Linked DNA regions of Zea mays: region 2 is linked to region 1. The links are chromatin contacts, called in public Hi-C maps. All regions are on one chromosome and are shown on one strand. Each heading gives the region's core, a stretch centred on a gene start, on an enhancer-like site or on the middle of the called end of the contact. The rest is flanking DNA. Distances are from core to core; before and after follow the strand shown.

The links. A called contact is a pair of places that touch in the nucleus more often than the background predicts.
Region 2: a contact with region 1 is called in a Hi-C map of tassel, with 3 times the contacts expected there. The contact joins the promoter of LOC103643812 here to the promoter of LOC103643809 in region 1. A contact is called at or near these places in 7 of 25 Hi-C or Micro-C datasets (bundle sheath, ear, endosperm and 3 more).

What each region holds. Positions count from the first base shown.
Region 1 is chr1:266,561,471-266,568,144 of Zm-B73-REFERENCE-NAM-5.0, forward strand. It overlaps LOC103643809 (elongation factor-like GTPase 1), which reads right to left and starts at 3,720. Exons shown (of 1, transcript NM_001374610.1): 1 at 364-3,720. The coding sequence starts at 3,665. The coding sequence ends at 531.
Region 2 is chr1:266,952,748-266,960,121 of Zm-B73-REFERENCE-NAM-5.0, forward strand. LOC103643812 reads left to right here and starts at 1,712. Exons shown (of 4, transcript XM_008666972.4): 1 at 1,712-2,437; 2 at 3,326-3,478; 3 at 3,594-4,265; 4 at 4,374-5,858. The coding sequence starts at 2,051. The coding sequence ends at 5,456.

The DNA.
Region 1 (6,674 bases), core at 2,470-4,969:
AACAGTCCCTTCCACAAAGGGTAGGTTTACAAAAATGTTTATCCGAGTGTTCTGTCGCCCTGTTAGAGCAACAAGACAGCTTGCTACAAAGAACATAGCTTCTCACTCTCAGTACACATAGCTTCCTACAAAGAACATAGCTTCTCACTCACTCAGTACACATGCAAACCAATAATAGACGAAGTTTGCTCTTGCTCCCAGGACAAAATGGGCGCTCTATGCTATTTCATTGGTATTGCAAGATACGAAGGTCCAGAAAATACCTATCATGAAGGGCTTTTTTTTTTTGGTAAATCGTCCCCGTTTTCCTCACAACAAACTGTGATCTTTCTAATATTGTAGACCAAGGCACCACCAATGCCGCCCGTACATATCCCATCTCAACTCTCTCAAACAACAATGTCGTACTGAATGAAAGCTATTTCACTGCATATAAATTTTGAGTATGTTTCAGTATACCAAGACAGAACCTTGGACAAAAAGAGATGTGGTTTTCCTACCGCATCTGTATGGAGGCCATTGGCCAACAACTACACTTTTTTAGCGAGAGTCCGCTGTTTTGTGCCATGCTCCACAACTTTCTCTTCGACATGCAGTCCTTTCCTTCGTCTGACAGAATTCATAAGCTTTTTAGCCAAGTTTGGCCCAATGCTTGAACCATCCCCGAATTCTTCGAGCTCATCCTGCGTCTTTGGGACAAAGAAGGGGTCCTCAGGAATAGCTTCCCAGTGGCTAAGAACGAGGAGAGCACTAACTGCACCTGCAGTTAAACTCCTAAGTTGATTCGAAAATCCAACGCTCTCCGCAACTGGCAGGTAAGCGTGCACTGTAAATAACGAGGTTCCTTCTTGCATCTCTTCTTTCAGAATCCTTGCCCGCCTCTTACCAAGAACTGCATAAGTTGCACCTAACTGCTCGGTTGGCGTGGTCAACTCACAGAAATACATAGCCTCAACAAGCCTTGGCTTGTTCTGAAGAACAGCTGCTCTGCATGCTTCTTTAACCGCAGTGATTACTTGACCGCTGAAGACATTGTATTGATCAGATTGGTTGGCAGCATCAGAGCCATCAGCAAATATGTAAGGCTCAACAATAAACGCAAGACCCCACATAGGTTCATCACATAAAGGCCCAGCATTAGTGGCAATCTGGAATCCTGAGACAATGCTGTTCCTTAGTGTTGTAGACTCTATATGCAATGATTCAGGAGCATCCGTTGCATATTCACCATTGTCAAGATTGTTGTTATTTTTGGTATCGCAATCCCTCACAAACCCCAATTTCTCAGAGACATGAGCTGGACCACTCACAAGTACACCTTGCCTTCCATCCTGGACAGTTACTGCACCACCACTTGATTTTGATTCAGCCAAAAGAAGGATATTTGGACCAACCTGCCAAGGACCTAGTGACCAGATTCTTTCAAGGTGTCCAAGCCATGTCTTTCTATACCTGTCGAGTTTTTCTTTATCAACTTGCTTAGATATTGCTTCTAATTCACTGTCTATGGCATCGATCATCCGCTGTCTTAGAGTTGCAGCGGAATCACCATCTTCCTGAGAAAGGCGAGGATCCAAAACACCATCCCTTTTTGCTGTTTTCCCATCAATTATTTGACCAAGCAACTGTTCACTTTCCTCAAGGACCTTAGTCAGGGCAATGGGAAGCCTCAAGACCTGGACTCGCACAGTACACCTACCATTTGGAGTAGTCCTCTCAACAAACTCCTGTGGGTTCTTCAAGCTCTCCACTAAACTGACACCCATCCCTTCGATTGTCTCCTTAAAAGAAACTAGGGGGTCTGAGACCACCAATTTGACCTTTGAAAATCTCTCCTCCAAATCCTTTATGCACCGCTCCAAATGTATCTCACCAGCAGCAGCAAGGACATGCTCGCCCCTCTGCGAAACTGTATACTCAACAAATGGGTCTGCCCGGTTAAGAAGCCTAAGCCCTTTAACAAGAGCTCCTAAATCAGCTGGATTTGAGGGCTCAATTGCAACCTTAAGCATCGGAGACGCCTGGAACATCATGCTCGAGAAGGGCCAGCAATTCTTGGTGGACGACAATGTGGCGCTCTTCAATATATGCTGCCCAAGACCCTGGATTGCAACCACATTCCCTGCACCCACGCTGGCAACTGGCTTCAGGCCTTGTCCTAGCATCTCATACAAGTATTGCAGCTCCACCTCCTGCACATGCTTCTGAACCGTATCCCCTTTTACTGGATCATACAATGGTGATAGCACAAATACCTTCTGCCCTGCATGAAGGACGCCACTGAAGACCCTCGCAAATGCCATAAAGCACTCCTCTGACTCACTGGTACTTTGGTGGTTCAATAGTTCCCCATACACTCCCTTCAATGGCAACATCTTAGATGGCACAGCAAACATCTTTGACACATAAACTACCACTGGCGCATCAGCACTCACATCACAGGCCTCAACACACCTCCGCACCCTCTCTGCCTCCGAAACAACCTCAGGGCATCCAGCAGCATCTTCTGGAGTAACCTCCCTCTTTGGCATAAGCCTTGCAACCCTGACCCCTTGAGCAGCAACAGGATCAGGCGTGCACTCCACCACCATATCCATCACAGCATCTGCCAGCGGCAGCCACCGGCTCATGACGGACTGCAGCACAGCCTTTGTATCTCTGTTCTTCAGCTCTCGTTCGGGAATTTTCAAGTCAAAGTTTACAATCAATTTCTTCACCCCCTTACTCTCACCACCATCCTTCAGCACCAGCTCGTACATCTTCCACAGGGCACTTAGCACAAACTCCACGAACATTGGCTGTGGGTCTGAGCTCTTGATGGCTTTCTTCCCTACAACCTTCCCCGTCTTCTTATCTAGATATCTGGGGCCCCACAATCCTTTCAGGAAGGCAGAGGGGTTGACCCCGATCTTTCTGGCGTAGAGGTTGGCGAACTGTTGGGGGCGAAAGCCCCAGCCGTCAAGTGCACAGGCGAAGACGACATTGCCCTTGAGGGGCTGGAAGGCGTCCTCGTTGTCATCGTCGTCTTCAAAGTCCTCCGGTAGGTCCTCAGCTGAGGACGAAGAGCTTGTGGAGGGGTTGTCCTCCAGTGCGGAGAGGAGGGAGAAGTAGGAGTGGGAGCGGAGCGCGGAATAGATAGAGTTGACGTCGGAGACGATGCGGTGGAGGCGGACGTAGGCCTCGGCGGGGGTGAGGCTGAGCTCGGTGATAAGGCGGTCGATTTTGTTGAGCACGAGGCAGGGCCGGAGGCGCTCGATGAAGGCCTGGCGCAGCGCGGCGTGCGTCTGGATGTGCACCCCCTCGACGGCGTCGACGAGAATGAGCGCCGAGTCCGAAAGGCGCGCAGCGGAGGAGACCTCGGAACAGAAGTCGATGTGGCCCGGGGAGTCGATGAGGCTGATGCGGTGGCCGGCCCGGGAGCGGAGCGCGATGGCGGCGGACTTCATGGTGATAGCCCGCCGCTGCTCCTCGTCGAGGTAGTCCATGAAGCGGAGCCGTCCGGCGAGCTTCGGGTGGAGGAGCCCGTCCCCGCAAGACGCCACCAGGTGGTCGGCCAGCGTGGTCTTGCCGTGGTCCACGTGCGCGAGGATGCACGTGTTGCGGACGTGGCGCGGGTCACCCGCCGCGGTCGCCGCCGACTCGTCGGCCCTCTCCACCGCCGCCATTGCCGTGGTGGCTAGGGTTTGGGCTTGGGGAGCTTTGGAGCGGTCTGAAGCAGGCAGAAAAAGGCTTGTTTGGGCCTTGGAGCGGGTCCAGGATGACAGTGTTTATAGGGCCGACTTTGCTTCGTACCGGACAAGTAAGCTACGCGAACCGTTGGATCTGAGGCTAAGTTATACTCATGCCGTCCGATCGTCAATTGTCGGACAAAAAATAAACAGCGGCACACAATTGGCAATCCGGGAACGAAAACTCTCGTGTCGTCACCGCCACCGTCACCCCTCCCCTTGCCTCTCCTCCTAAGCAAAAAACTGGACAGCTGCGAATATTCTTAGGCTTAGCAGGTCGTGTATATTAATTGTATAAAAATATTGTTTTATACCATAAACTATATTGTTTATAAAGTGAGATAGATAGTCTTAAGTTAACCAACGGGGAAGACTTTTGTGTTGCTCTGCCCAATTTCAGTTCATTTTAAAGTGATTTTTCTTTTTGCAAACAATTGAAATTTTGCAATCCAATGTGTTTTGTCGTACCGTAGAAACTATTTCCTTTTGAGTAGAGATGCTAACGGGTACTTGAAACCCAAATACTTGATATAAAGGAGAGTATAGAATGATTTTAACCCATGAGTATATTAATGGGCAAGAATCTCTACTCGTTGGGTAGACGTGTGCAGTGTACAACCTATACTCGTGTGTCCATGTGTAAAATATATCTGCATTATACCTGTTGGGGGTCTTCGTCCTCCAAAGGTCCTCAAAAACGTGATTTAACAATATCTTCCAAGTGTGACATATAAACAGGTACCTTCAGACTCGGGTTAAAAGCATGTACGATGTGGAAAGCATGATCGTGACGAAAGTTGGAGTCGCTCCGAAGCTACGCGCAAGGAAGCTTCGGCTAAATAGCGGAAAGAAGGAACCGACTTAAAAGGGAAAAGACCATCTAGTCCTCATAGTTTCATCTATAAATCGATAGTAAATATAAAGGGCATGAATGTAATTTCTCACAGGCTGCGTCCTGTGCATATAAATAGATGAACAATTCCCCTGTACTGTTCACACTGACTTGTACTCGCTCGTGCGTCACGCTTGGACTTTTGCTTTCTGTCAAGTCGAAGGTATAAATGTAATTCAATATTGTTTCTGTTTATCCATGATAATGAGGAATATATTAACAATGTCATATAATTATTCATGTTGTCTTTTATATTGCATATACTTCTTCTTTCATTAATATGCGCTATGATGATGAAGGTATGTCCTTCATCACCTTCGTCTGAAGATCATTATATCCTATGAGAAATAATGCTTCGAAAGACGAAGGGTATTAACTCTTAACATTTTGTGTTGTCTTGTTCTTAATTCATAGTACTTGAGAACAAGTCCCCAACATTGGCGCCCACCTCCGGTGAACTCTTTCGACCACCTTCGGCAAGCACTGACCTTCGTCATGCCGCCGAAGAAAGTTTCAGCGCCAGGAACTGCTGCACTGCAGCCGCTGGACCCAAACCAGGAAACTCTTTCTCTCCGAGAGACTCGAAGCCAAAAGAGGAAAGCCACCAGTCCAACACTCCAGGAGGAGGAGTTGGACCAAGAGATCAGGGACATAGAAATAATCCATCAGCAAGTACAAAGGAAGAAGGAGAAGATGGCGTGGCTGGCTGATCTTCAAAGGAAGATCGACGAAGCTACTGAAGAAGTGTGTCATCTTGTTCAAGATGAACAAGATCGAAGGCCCCAACACAGGGAGCTTCGTCAAGAAGGCTTGTTCAACGAAGATGGATGATATGATGATTTTAATCATGATACCTTTACTTTTGATGATGCTTCTCCCTTGGCAGCAGAACTGCAGGCTACCTCATGGCCCCCGTCATACAAGCCACCTCAGCTTCCCATGTATGATGGGCACTTAGATCCAAAGCAGTTTCTGATGAGCTACGAAGCAACTATATCTTCGTATGGGGGAAATACTGCAGTTATGGCGAAGTCCTTCGTCATGACAGTCTGGAATGTAGCTCAAACATGGTATTCTTCTCTTCGGCCAGGGACCATCACATCGTGGCAGAAGCTTAAGGACATGTTGGTGACCAGTTTCCAAGGTTTTCAGACAAAACCAGTCACAGCTCAGGCCTTGTTCCAATGCACGTAAGATCATGAGGAATACCTCCAAACGTATGTCCGAAGGTTCTTGCGATTGAGGGCACAAGCGCCCACGGTGCCCAATGAAATTGTCATTGAGGCCATGATTAAGGGCCTTTGACCAGGACCTATGGCTCAGTACTTCGCTAGGAAGCCCCCACAAACTCTGGAGAAGCTGCTTGAGAAAATGGATGAGTACATCCGGGCTGACAACGACTTCCGCCAAAGAAGGGAGGAAGCTTACAGATTCTCGGAAATGACCAGGGGCTTCGGAGGAAGAATCCACCCGAGACATGTCAGGTCAATCCATAATTCCACTCAGAGTGATGACAAAGGGAGTCAGCCTCAGAGGTCGCAATACCCCTCACAATCTTCGGGGCAACAGCAAAGCTCTTTCAGGCCACCAGTTCTAAGGGGCAGAGGCGCCAGGGGCTTTGGAGGAAGATTTGGGGATCATCCTAGAAAGATCTATTGCTTATTCTGTGGTGAAGATAAGGGCCATACTACAAGAATGTGCCAAATCACCATTCAGAAGCAAAAGGAGATAGCAGAAGCCCAAGCTCGGTAGAATCAGCCGAAGCAGGTATTGCACATTGCTTCGTGCCATTCTCCCTACATACCAGAGTATGTGGGCAATCATCCTGCAGCTTTTGGTGCTTCGGCTAGCCATTCACAGGCTTCTTGGCCACAACTACCACCCCCACCACCACTACAATCGACCTATTCTCGAAGCCAGCAGCCAGAAGGGCACCAGTACTCTCAACAGCAACGGGAATTCAGGGAGGAATCCGAAGCTCACACAGTCAATAGTACTGTGCCGGAATCAAAGAACATTTATTGAGAAATATCCTACCTTTGAAAATTTTCTTA
Region 2 (7,374 bases), core at 462-2,961, 390 kb after region 1:
ATGTAACCATAAAAAATGTTTGGATCATAAGATCTATAAGATGCCCACATTTCTTTCCTTTCACTTTCACTTATTTGTATGAGTTACATGTGAAATTAGTGTAAGTATCCAAGTTTCAATATAATCAGTACTTCACTTTATCATTTTCATACGAGGACTTGAGTTATCTTCATATAAAATGTTTATTAGTTTTTGTAACTTATTTGCAAATTTTTAGAACTAGAATATTTTATGAATTTTAAATATTGCGGTGTTGGTTCTACAATGTTCTTGTAATAAGCAACTTTGAACTGCATGATGTCAATTTTACCGGTTTCCTTTCTTACATCTGATGTATCATATACATGATTATGTATTGCTTAACTTATGGATGGTTGGACAATTAATATCATCGGATGAACTACCCGACAATTATCCGGTACCTACCCGAGTAGTATCCGTTATCCGTTTCTTACCCGTCCGGATTATTACCCGGTCCCGTCCTGTATCCGTCCCGAATCTTAACTACCCGTATCCGGTCCCGTATCCGAGAGAAATACATTAGGGTAGGATACGGGATGACCCTATATCCGGATGTATCCGTCCCGTTTTCATCCCTAGCGCAACGCATCCCCCTCCCCTTCCCCCTCCCCTTGCATGGGGGCTGTAGGGGGCACTCCACGGCCGCAGCGGTGCCACCTACAACGCCCCCTACATGCTGGCCCCCTTCTCTCTCCCCCTAAATCTAGCGTGTCACTGTTCATCACCCTAAACACTGTGCTGTGGGTCCACGAGTAATTGTTAGTAGATAAAAAATTGATAGTTGGTATAGAAAATGATATTTTATAGTGGTAGTGGGGTATAGGGGGAGTATTTAGGGGGAACCGCTGCGGGAGATGAAAAAATAGGGAGGAAAATAGGGGGAAAAAGTGATATAGGGGAAAAAATTTAGGGGTAACGGTTGCGGATAGCCTTACGGACACGGGCAGGCAACTTGCAATATAACTACAGTACCACACTAGAGCATCTCCGAGAATTACAAAAAACTCCCCCGATCCTTTTTCTTATGTTTGGCCGAATTTATAAAATAAAAATATAGACATTCGTGCCACCAAATAAGCATGCTAACAGTACAAATTTATTAAACAAAAGGTTCATAATGATGTGAAAAACAAGTATAAGGTATTGGTTTTATGAGCTGAGCTCTATATCCGAAAGATTTAAGATACAGTTGAAGATGCTCCTAAAATGATACCTTGACTTAAGCGCAAGCGCAAACTTAGTGAGTAGTAATCGTGGGGCGACAAATGGGAAAAATAAAACCACACGAGACGAAACTACAGCGTACTAGAAAAAGTCTGCTATGGGTCCCACGTGGTGGAATCTAACGTCAAGGTCAAAGAGAATAAAAATAGGATTAACTATTTACATGTTATTTAACTTTTATAAAATTAGACACCTAGTTATTTTGATGCCATAGAGTGATATAAAAATGAGTTTGTTTTATTTTTTTAAATTTCTAGGGCTAGTTTGGGAACTCTATTTTTCTAAAGATTTCTTATTTTCTTAGAAAAAACAAACTATTTTTCTTTGAAAATTGAAATCTCTTAAAAAATAAAGTTTCTAAGCTACCCAACTGCCAAAAAAATAACGGGGGGGGGGGGGGGGGGGGGGGGGGCGGGGGGCGAAAAACAAAACAAAAACCCAAACGGAGACGACGAAGAAGTGGCCTGCAACACAATCCCCCGACCTAACGTTCACCTTCCTATTTATTTCGGAGCTCCGCTTCTCTCTCCTCCCGTGCATCCGCCGCGGGCCTCCTCCAGTCCTCTTCCTCACCCCGACGACTCCGCCTCAAATCCAATCCCACTCCCACCTAGCGGTCCGGCTGGCCTCGCCTCCTCCTCCTCGCTTCTCTCAGCCTCAGGACGACGCCTGCCTAGGCTTCCACCGCTGATCTGACCCCGAAACCTCGTTCCCTTGTCCGCTTCCTGCCGTCTCAGTCGTCGATACTTGTCCCCCAAAACCCCGGGCTCCGGCCGATCTCTGCGCGTTGACCGGGGCGCCGCTGATGGTGGCGAGGATGATGCGGTGGCCGCGGCCGCCGGCGGCGCGCAAGTTCCGCGTGCGGCTGTTGGTGCGGCGTGCGGAGGGGCTCCCGCCTCCTTCACCTTCGCCTTCGCCGTCGCCCTCGCCCGCGACAGCGGCCTCGCCGGAGCGCGAGCCGCCGGGCGCCGCGCAGCCCAGGGCCGCCGTCGCCGCGGAGGTGAGGTGGAAGGGGCCCAGGGCCTCCGCGCTCGGCTCGCTGCGGCGTGCCGCGGTCAGGCGCAACCGCACACGGGAGGACGCCGGCGCGGCGTGGGAGGAGGAGTTCGAGAGCGTCGTCACCCTCGCGGCCGCGTCGCAGCGGGAGGGCGCCGCGTTCCACCCATGGGAGCTCGCCTTCTGCGTCTTCAGCGTGAGCGCCTCTTCCTTTGATTCTCTTCTACTATCTGTGTTGTTCATAATCCTCATAACAATGCACCGAACTATATATACTGTACATCACTAGATGTTTTCGATCGATGTCCCCTGTTGGTTAGTTGCATCATTTCTCACTTGTTTGACTCTGTCCAGTGTAAAATTTTGTGTTCAGAATATGGTTTTTTTACCTGTTCCCATTCATGGTGTGTTTGAAAAAGGAAAGTTCTCTGTAGTTTTTGGATTCTAGCTGGATTTGGACCTAAATTCCTAACGATTTGAGTTCCTATTCCGTGGTCTAAACAGGCACTACATTTCTAAGTAAGCAATTCTGATCAGGGTATCCTGTTTACCCATTATCATTCTACTTTCCAGTTTTTCTTCTTCTTTGTCCCTTTTGCGGTTGATACTGATGCGTGTGTAGTCCTACTTATCTATTCTGTTAAGTAATGTTTTCTAATTGCTTGAACTTTCCTGTGTCTGTGTAACGATTCAGGTACTATTTGTTTTAAATCTCTTGTAAACTGGTAGGAGAAATAATCCGCTCACGTTTCATTTCAATTGAAATCGAAAAAAACACGAGTTGATTCTGATGTCATATGGTCCACGATCAATCATAGGAACTAAATCTCTGTATCCATCTTCCTCTTAGTATGGACTAAGTTTACCTTCATGACAATAACATATTACCTTGTGATGATGAGCATTGAATAACGAAGTACTATATGAACAAGATAATTTCCTTGTCAAATCAATCAGAACATTTTGTTTTTTTATTTTAGCTTTGGAGGTGTCATCCCTTGGCAACTTTGTGTATATTTCTTTTGAGCTGATTTCATCTTTTCAAGCAAGTCTCATCTTCCTTCTCCATATTTCTTCGGCACAGGATATTAACAAAGGCCCAAAGAACAAACCATCAATTCTGGGAACTGCTTCTCTCAATCTAGCAGATTATGCATTGACGGCTGGAGAGACAATTGAGATAATTCTTCCGTTGTCTATACCTGGTGGTGCACCTGAACGAGCCTCATCCCTTCATGTGAGTATACGATGTGAACTAGAAGTTCTGGTTAACAGTTGTCCTTCAATTTTTTTAGAAAAAAACTTTTACTTAAATCACTATACCATGTGACCTTTTATCTTTTTTTTTGCAGCTCACTCTGAGTATGGTTGAATTAAGAGCTTTTCAAGAAACATCTGATGCATCACAGCGATCTGCTGCAACCTTGCCATTGTCCCCATCATCTGGCGATTCTTTTCCTGGAGGAAAAGATGAGGTTTCGGTTATTAAAGCAGGGTTGAGGAAGGTAAAAATTCTCACAGATCTGGTGTCGACACGAAGGCCTAAGAAGACTTGCCAGGCAGGTGGCGAAGATAAGTTTTGTGTTAACAGTGATGGTGCTGAATATCCATGTGATACTGAGTCTCTTGATGACGATCTAGATGACAGAGTAGAGGAAGATGAATTTGGAGATTCAACTATCAGGAAGTCTTTCAGTTATGGGTCTCTGCAATCTGTCAACTATGTTGGTGGCCTAGTTTATGCCCATGCAAAGATTGATGGGGAGCATGAGGACTGGATATATTATAGTAACCGAAAAACTGATGTCGGTTTCCAAGTAGAGAAAGTATTGCCATCAACCACAGAGAATGGGTTGCTAACTGCTAAGCGCAGTATACTTCCTTGGAGAAAGAGGAAACTGAGTTTACGGTCGCTGAAGGCTAAAGGTGAACCTCTGTTGAAAAAGGCATATGGGGAAGAGGGAGGTGATGATATTGACAATGATCGACGCTTGCTAACATCATCTGATGAATCTGTTTCAGAGGTAAATTTTCCTTCCTATTTTTAGCATTATAAAACAAAGCTATCAGTATATTTCAGGAATTTACTTCAGCTTCACTTTTTCCCTTTTTAATACATTTTTGGATTTCAGGGATCAAGAGGAGATGGATCAGCAAATACTATGGTGTCAGAATTTGGTGATGACAATTTTGTCATTGGAAATTGGGAGTTGAAGGAGATAATTAGCCGCGATGGCCGTATGAAGCTTTCATCCCAGATGTTCTTTGCATCAATAGACCAGAGAAGTGAGCGAGCAGCTGGGGAGAGTGCATGTACAGCACTTGTGGCTGTTATTGCAGACTGGTTCCAAGCAAATCAGAATATCATGCCTATCCAGTCACAGTTTGACAGCCTTATCCGTGAAGGATCACTAGAGTGGAGAAACCTTTGTGAGAATGAGACGTATAGAGAGCGTTTTCCTGACAAGCACTTTGATCTTGAAACTGTCCTTCATGCCAAGATTCGCCCGCTGACAGTTTCCCCCAGCAAATCTTTTATCGGATTCTTCCAGCCCGAAGGCGATGATGACATGAGTGGTTTTGACTTCCTTAATGGTGCCATGTCATTTGACAACATCTGGGATGAGATTGCCCAGGCGGCAGAGTTCTCATCCAGTGATAGCCCTAACTTATACATAGTAAGTTGGAATGACCACTTTTTTCTACTCAAGGTTGAGCATGATGCATATTACATTATCGATACCCTTGGAGAAAGGCTCCATGAAGGGTGCAGCCAGGCATACATTTTGAAGTTCGACAAGAATACGACAATTCACAAGGTACCTGGGGAAAAGAAATCTTGTAGCCCCGACTCAAGTGGACCAATGAAGGATTCTTCAGGTTCTGAGAGCTCTACGACTGACCAGGACAGTGGGAATGATACTGAAGAGGAGGTGCTTGTGTCGAAGGGCAAAGAATCATGTAAAGAGTACATCAAGAGTTTCTTGGCAGCCATACCAATCCGGGAACTACAGGCGGACATCAAGAAAGGACTGATGGCATCAACCCCATTGCACCACCGCCTCCAGATTGAGTTCCAGTACACCCAGTCGTCCCCAAAAGAGACTGCATCAGCCACTCAGCTTCTTACCATGGAGGCCCCCTTTGAGTTCTCATGGCCTGAGGCACCGCCAACAATGGAAGTCACACTAACATCTGCCGTCTCTGTTGTGTAGCTTGTCACCCTGGTGGCGAAGAACCCAAAGACATGAGACAACGGCCTGCCCTGATGTTCGGCATGGAGAACCCTTTTTTCCTTGGTTCCCTGCATGGAGGGGGAGCCTAGATGAAGATTTTGGTTCTTCTGTTTGTACTAATTTGTTTAATATGAACTGACTACTACGGGTTATTCCTCCTGGGCGTAGGAGCGTTCTACCTGCTTTTTTTTAGAGGTATCTTCCCTCACCTGCTCGCTTGTAATCTTTTGGAACCCTGTATGACTAATCGAGGAGGAATTCCCCTTTGTTATAATGAACTAGATGCCGGCTTATCTGTAGATGTAACATGATAATATGGTGCCAACAAGCAAGAAGCTACGAGTTATGAATCTGCTAGTTACAAGCAGCATATGTTTCTCAGGGCCTCTGTGTGCTGTATATGGAAGTAACTGGACCTGCTGTGACCAAAATTAGTTTATAACTTAAGTTCCTTGATGATGCATTTGCACATAAAATGCTGTTCAGTAGTCGCATCCAACTGGAAGTCATTTTTCAGAGAATGCGCCCACGAGTTGCTGACAATATCCACTTCTTTTCGGGATTGACATGTGAGAGAGAGATGGGGCTGTGATGCGTCAAGATGGTTCTATGCATAGCTTCCGACTCCTGATCAGCACAGCAGCACTCCTCCTTTCCAGTTTCAGTTCCTGAATCCCAAACTTCGGTGTAACTCTTTTCTATAGCGAGCAGCGAAAACCACTAGGAGTTCATTTTATACGGAAAACAAAATGGTGATTTTTTTTAAAAAAAAGAATGCTCTGTACAACATACACAGGTCGTTCATCATGGCTGCTCATACAACGTCTTTGCTTAGAACATGGTTGTATATCTTGAATGTGAAGTGAGCATCATTGCACGCGTCCCCATGATGCACGCGTTGGAATGAAAATACCATCTTCGACTATACCCCACTGCCACTTTGTGCATACATTCCTGTTGTGATCTTGTTAACTGAGACATCTTTCAGTTGGGGACTACAACCATTTTAGGACTTATTTGGTTAGCTCTTAATCCATATGTATTGAATGAGATTGGATGAGTTTAAATCCTAAACAAGTTAAAGTTCTTCTAAATTTTTTTCAATCTCATCCAATATATGTATAATAGAAATAACCCAACAAGGACCATGTAAAATGGGTATGGAAAATCACCGGAATCATTAGATGGACATGTGGTAATCATAAAAGCGAGATCCAATTGAAGGACACCACAGGAGAACGGCTTGGTACATGGTATCGTACGACACGTAAGAAAAAAAAAGCTTCCGATGTAATGTGATATATTTCATTCGCTTTACAAAGGTCGCATGGTTCTTGCTAGTTGCGAAATCCTCGACACACACACAAAAAAAGCAGAGTTGCATGGAGCTTGCAGCTCGTCACGATAAAGCCACAAATAGATCTCGCGCAACCATCAGAATAAAGAGCTCCGCCTGCCTTACAGATAGACCGGGTTCGCGTGAAGTAGGTTTCAGGAAGATGATGAGTCTACCTACCTACTCAGCTCCATCTGCAGGTACTGTTCTGGCCAACCAACCTCATCCGTGCTTCACCCATGAAATTACTTTTTTTTCTTAGCAAGAATCGATGAGTTATCATAGAACATCGAAAAAATGACAGCGAAAAACTCGATGAGTAATACTGAAATTTCATAGCGCACATGATCATTGGATTAGCTTGCAAGTCAAGATTGATCATTGTTCCAAAGGGCTCTTTGGCCCCGAAATGAGCCTATACAACGGCTGCTTAGACCGTGTCTATCAGTTTATCTATAGTTTATTTAAAATATTGTTTTTATACTGTTTGTACAATAAAATTTAAATATAGTTACAATGATAAGTAAGCTGTTGAAGATAACCTTATGAAGCAAGCTTGTT